Regions from separate parts of the Callithrix jacchus genome. Here region 1 is linked to region 2. The links are chromatin contacts, called in public Hi-C maps. All regions are on one chromosome and are shown on one strand. Each heading gives the region's core, a stretch centred on a gene start, on an enhancer-like site or on the middle of the called end of the contact. The rest is flanking DNA. Distances are from core to core; before and after follow the strand shown. Region 1 holds the start of C10H11orf86 (chromosome 10 C11orf86 homolog). Region 2 overlaps SPTBN2 (spectrin beta, non-erythrocytic 2).

The links. Hi-C and Micro-C count contacts between places; a contact is called where the count stands out from the background.
Region 1: a contact with region 2 is called in a Hi-C map of skeletal muscle, with 13 times the contacts expected there. The contact joins the promoter of C10H11orf86 here to the enhancer-like site in region 2. A contact is called at or near these places in 3 of 3 Hi-C or Micro-C datasets (induced pluripotent stem cells and skeletal muscle).

Annotation. Positions count from the first base shown.
Region 1 is chr10:124,068,020-124,070,719 of calJac240_pri, reverse strand. C10H11orf86 (chromosome 10 C11orf86 homolog) reads right to left here and starts at 1,431. Exons shown (of 2, transcript XM_009008546.5): 1 at 1,072-1,431; 2 at 1-515. The coding sequence starts at 1,347. The coding sequence ends at 441.
Region 2 is chr10:123,772,902-123,775,642 of calJac240_pri, reverse strand. It overlaps SPTBN2 (spectrin beta, non-erythrocytic 2), which reads left to right. Exons shown (of 37, transcript XM_078341475.1): 21 at 1,300-1,524; 22 at 1,782-1,871; 23 at 2,190-2,450; 24 at 2,550-2,680. Among named protein-coding and RNA genes, the nearest start is that of RBM4B, 16 kb to the right of the region's middle. Within about 2 kb of position 1,287, at least 4 of the 16 cell types and tissues checked have an H3K27ac peak or open chromatin away from gene starts, as enhancers often do.

The DNA of each region.
Region 1 (2,700 bases), core at 182-2,681, 290 kb before region 2:
CAGTGACCAGGCAGCGTCCGTGAGCCTCTCAGCCATGGGTCTGGCTTCACCAAGCTCCATCCTGGAAGTTGACGGCTGGTCTCATGTCGGGCAGCAGCGTCCACAGCCTCCATTCTGGGCAGGCTCCTTCTAAACCTTCATAGAATCAGCGTCCAAGGCCCTTACCCAAGCCCAGAGGGCAGAGAGCTGAACCCCCTTCTTTTTGGCCCTGCTGGGGTCTTCGAAGAGAGCTAGCTGCTGGGGTGGGAGGGCCAGAGCTAAGAGGGGCAGCCACATGGGACTCCAGTGAGCTGGTGGCAGAAGCCTCATTGGGCCACCCAGCCATAGTTCAGAGAGCTGTGAAGAGGTAGGTAGGTCAGCAGACACGGCAGGCTGGTCCGGGCACAGCAGGGGGGCCACCATGGCTTCCAGCATCTTTAGCTGATGGTGCCCAGTGTGGGCTACGGGGAGGCCGGCTGACTCAGAGTCACGCTGGGGAAGATGGTGACAAAGCTGTCCCACCTTCTCCTTACCTGCTGGAAGACAGAGGTGGAGTAGGTCCCACGGGCTGAGTGGTGGGCTTAGCTGTTGTTCCACCCACAGCCACGAGGTGGGGGTAGACCCCAGGGAGAGAAACACTGCTCATTCACGACCCTTTCTCTTAGAGTAAGGAGGCAGGGACCAGAAGCCGGCAGCTCCTCACAAAGGGGTCCGGATGTCCCCTTTTCCCTGAGGTGAAAGGGTCACACAGTGTACTTCCCGGGAAGTTGTACTGGCTGATCTCCTTGCCTCCTGCTCCATTCCTCTGTCCAACATACTGTCAGATTAATCTGCTAAAAACGGCTCTTACCATATCACCCTCCTCCTCTAAAACCTTCAGTGGCTCCCCAGCGCCTATGGGATAAATCCCAAATGCCTTCAGGGCCCTCTGAAATATGGCTCTGGGGTATCTCTCTCTGCGCCCTCATCTCCAGGCCACTCGGTTGTCATCTTAGTACACAGCCCCAGATGGCTCTCCCTCTGAACCTTTGCTGCCCTGAAATCCCCACCTATCTGCTGTGGCACCCTCCATCCTTCAGCCTGCAGCCATACCTGTTGGTACCACCTCAGCCACCGTCGGCTGCCTCCTCGCTGGGCTTGGATCAGCTGCTCTGTATCCCCCAGGCTACCCGGCAGTTGCTCCTGAGCAGCGGCATCTGGCCCTTCTGTGCCTCTGTCGAGGCCCTGGGACCTGGACTTCTCACGCCCCTCTCTGAGGCTCAGCGCCCTGTGGAATTGGCCCTCCAGGGGCCTCCCCCAGGGTTCCTGCAGCTTTCCATAGGAGGGTCGGGGCCCTCTCAAGGACTGGCTTCGCAGCCCTGGTCCCATAGCTCCAGAGGCTGCAGGCACAGGATGCTCCCACCCTCAGCAAGACGCTGGCTGTCTGAGGTGCCCCAGTGCCGCCACCCATCTGACAAGAGATCAGCTGGGAACAAAGGTTGGTGCTGCTGAGGTGGCTTTCATAAATCAAAGGGCAGGCCACAGGGCCAAGCATCCCTGAGTCACCTCACCACTGCCACCCTACCTTCTGAGTCAGGGAGTAAAGGCCAGCCAGGTACAGTGGCTCATGCCTGTAGTAATCCCAGCACTTTGGGAGGCCGAGGTGGATGGATCACGAGGTCAAGAGTTCGAGACCATCCTGGCCAACATGGTGAAACCCTGTTTCTCTACTAAAAATACAAAAATCAGCTGGACATGGTGGTGTGCGCCTGTAGTCCCAGCTACTTGGGAGGCTGAAGCAGGAGAATCAAATGAACCTAGGAAGCGGAGGTTGCAGTGAGCTGAGATTGGGCCATTGCATACCAGCCTGGGCGACAGAGCGAGACTCCATCTCAAAAAAAAAAAGGCCAGGCACGGTGGCTCATGCCTGTAATCCCAGCACTTTGGGAGGCTGAGGCAGGCGGATCATAAGGTCAGGAGTTCGAGACCAGCCCGGCCAACATGGTGAAACCCCGTCTCTACTGAAAAAATACAAAAATAAGCCAGGCATGGTGGCGTGTGCCTGTTATCCCACCTACCTGGGAAGCTGAGGCAGAAGAATTATTTGAACCCAGGAGGCGGAGGTTGCAGTGAGCTAAGATCACACCACTGCACTCCCGCCTAAGTGATAGAGCAAGATTCCATCTCAAAACAAAATAAAACAAAAAAAATTAGTCAGACATGGTGGCGGGTGCCTGTAATCTCAGCTATGCTGGAGACTAAGGCAGGAGAATTGCTTGAACCCAGGAAGCAGAGGTTGCAGTGAGCTGAGATTGCACTACTGCACTCCAGCCTGGGCAACAGAGCAAGACTCAGTCTCAAATAATAATAATAATAATAATGAAAATAAGAAATCCCTGAGACTGGGTAATTTATAAAGACAAGAAGTGTAATTGGCTTATGGTCCTGCAGGCTGTACAGGAAGCACAGTGGCTTCTGCTGTGGGAGAGGCCTCAGGAAGCTTCCAACCGCAGTGGAAGGCAATTGGGAGTGAGGCATCTTGCATGGTGGGAGCAGGAGCAAGAGAGAACGCAGTGGAAGGTACTGTATACTTTTTTCTTTTCTTTTTTTGAGACAGAGTCTCACTCTGTCACCCAGGCTGGTCTTGAACTCCTGGCCTCAAGTGATCTGCCCACCTTGGTCTCCCATAGTGCCGAGATTACAGGCGTGAGCCACCATGCCCAGCCTACACACTTTTAAACA
Region 2 (2,741 bases), core at 38-2,537:
CTGAGGTGAGAAGATTGTCTGAGCCTGGGAAGTTGCAGCTGCAGTGGGCTGTGAGGGAGCCACTGCACTCCAGCCTGGGGGGCAGAACAAGACTTGTCTCAAAAATTTTTAAAAAAAGAGGTGCGGCTGTGGTCCAATAAAAACTTTATAAAGATAGGCAGTGAGCTGGACTTACTGGTCCCTGCTCTAAAGAATATAGAATGGGGGCCGTGCACGGTGGCTCATGCCTGTAATCCCAGCACTTTGGGAGGCCGAGGTGGGTGGATCATGAGGTCAAAAGATGGAGACCATCCTGGCCAACATGGTGAAACCCCGTCTCTACTAAAACTACAAAAATTAGCTGGGTGTGGTGGCGCGTGCCTGTAGTCCCAGTTACTCGGGATGCTGAGGTGAAAGAATTGCTTGAACCCGGATGCAGAGGTTGCAGTGAGTCGAGATTCACCACTGCGCTCCAGCCTGGCAACAGACCAAGATTCAGTGTCAAAAAAAAAAAAATATACAGAATAGGAAGTGTAGGGAGATGCTACCTGTGGGATCAAGGAGTCCCCCAGGAAGTAGCAAGATGGCTGAGTCTCAGACCTCCTCAGAGAGGGTAGAGACCCACTGAATAGCCTGGAAATTTTCTGGGGTGTCACAGGCCAGAGCAGGTCTGGAACTAGCAAGCCAAGGCTGGCCAGCAGGAAGTGGCCACTGGAGTGCAGCAAAACTTGCCAGAGAGTGACAGCCACCGGATCTCTTGCGCACTGTGGACAGTTGAGCTGTAGGAGGAAGAAAAGTACCTGGAAGGGTGGAATACTCATCCTCTAGGCACTGTGGTGTCCCTCCACCGCCCTCTGCTGACAAGGCCTAGCATTGCGCCCGCTGGCAAAGGAGGAATGTTTACAGGGACCAGTTCCTGTGTCTAAAGCAGGACCACGATGGATTGGGGATGAGACCAGCAGTTGATAACAGGCACAGTTATCACACTATCCTGGATTTTTTTATTTCAATCTTTTAGATTCGGGTATGCGTGTGCGGGTTTGTTATAAGGGTATACTGTGTGATGCTGAGGTTTGGGGTACAATTGAATCCATCACCCAGGTAAGGAGCACAGTACTCAATAGGGATTTTTCAACCTCCGCCCTTGGATTCTTGGGTACATAAAGTTTGAGATCCACTGATCCAGCCTATGAAGGGATGCTCTTCCTGGGGTGAGCCACAGCACCAAGCAGCCACAGTGGGCTGATAGAGATGCGTGTCTCTGCTAGGTGTGAAAGTGGAAATGCAGAGCTAACAGGCCCTTCCTCCTCACGGTTGCAGATGCTGGAGTGGGAGATGGCTGTGAGAGAGAAGGAGGTGGAGGCGATCCAGGCCCAGGCCAAAGCGCTGGCCCAGGAGGACCAGGGTGCAGGGGAGGTGGAGAGGACCTCAAGGGCCGTGGAGGAGAAGTTCAGGGCCTTGTGCCAGCCCATGCGGGAACGCTGCCAGCGTCTGCAGGCTTCTCGAGAGCAGCACCAGTTCCACCGGGACGTGGAAGATGAGATTGTGAGTCACTAAGGCCAAAGACAGCAAGCTTTCCAGCCTCCCTCCTGTATGCTGGGGAGATGCCAGCAGGGCTCTGTTCCCTCTTCTCTTTGGCATTAACAATCTCCCCTCTAGGGAGACTTGGGGATGTCCCCCAGAACCAGAGATGACTGTTCCCTACACATGTGGCAGTAGCCCCAGGTGTCCCCACTCCCAGTAACCAGTCCCTGGTGCTCGCTTTGCCCTCTGGGCCTCCACTGACCCCCTTTCTCTTCCAGTTGTGGGTGACAGAGCGGCTGCCCATGGCCAGCTCCATGGAACATGGCAAGGACCTGCCCAGTGTCCAGCTTCTCATGAAGAAAAACCAGGTGAGGCAGAGGCTGAAGGCAAAAGAGAAGTTCCCAGCAGCCTCCCCAGTCTTGGACGTGTGTTTTTTAGGATCAGGCCCCACCTTGATGTTGAGTACAATCCTGGGCTTCAGTGGCTCTCTCTCCTCCCTCCTTGGGAGGGTAGGTCCTCTCAGTGGGAGAGAATGAGGGCTGAGGGGCATTACCATTGCATTCCTGGGCTAGGAGAGGAAGCAGAGGACCCAGGCAGGAGAGAGGCACAGGGGTGAAGTGTGGTCTCCGGGAACATGTGAGGCTGGGGAGGACTTTCAGCATTTTCTCTTCCGTGGCCATGGGCAGACCCTGCAAAAAGAGATTCAAGGCCATGAGCCCCGGATCGCGGACCTGAGGGAGCGGCAGCATGTGCTAGGTGCAGCCGCGGCAGGCCCAGAGCTGGCTGAGCTGCAGGAAATGTGGAAACGCCTGGGCCATGAGCTGGAACTTCGAGGGAAGCGACTTGAGGAGGCCCTGCGAGCCCAGCAGTTCTACCGCGATGCTGCTGAGGCGGAGGCCTGGATGGGTGAGCAGGAGTTACACATGATGGGCCAGGAGAAGGCCAAGGTGAGGGCCAGGGCAGAGCCCGGGGTGTGTGGCCAGTTCTGCCCTCCCGCTGACCCACCGCCTGATGTCACTGTCCCCTCCCACCGTCCCTTCCCCCAGGATGAACTGAGTGCCCAGGCAGAGGTGAAGAAGCACCAGGTGCTGGAGCAAGCCCTGGCTGACTATGCACAGACCATCCACCAGCTGGCAGCCAGCAGCCAGGACATGATTGACCACGAGCACCCAGAGAGGTGGGTGCAGTAGCATCCTGGCTTAGCCTTGGGGAGGAGCCGGCTGCAGGAATAGGAAGGT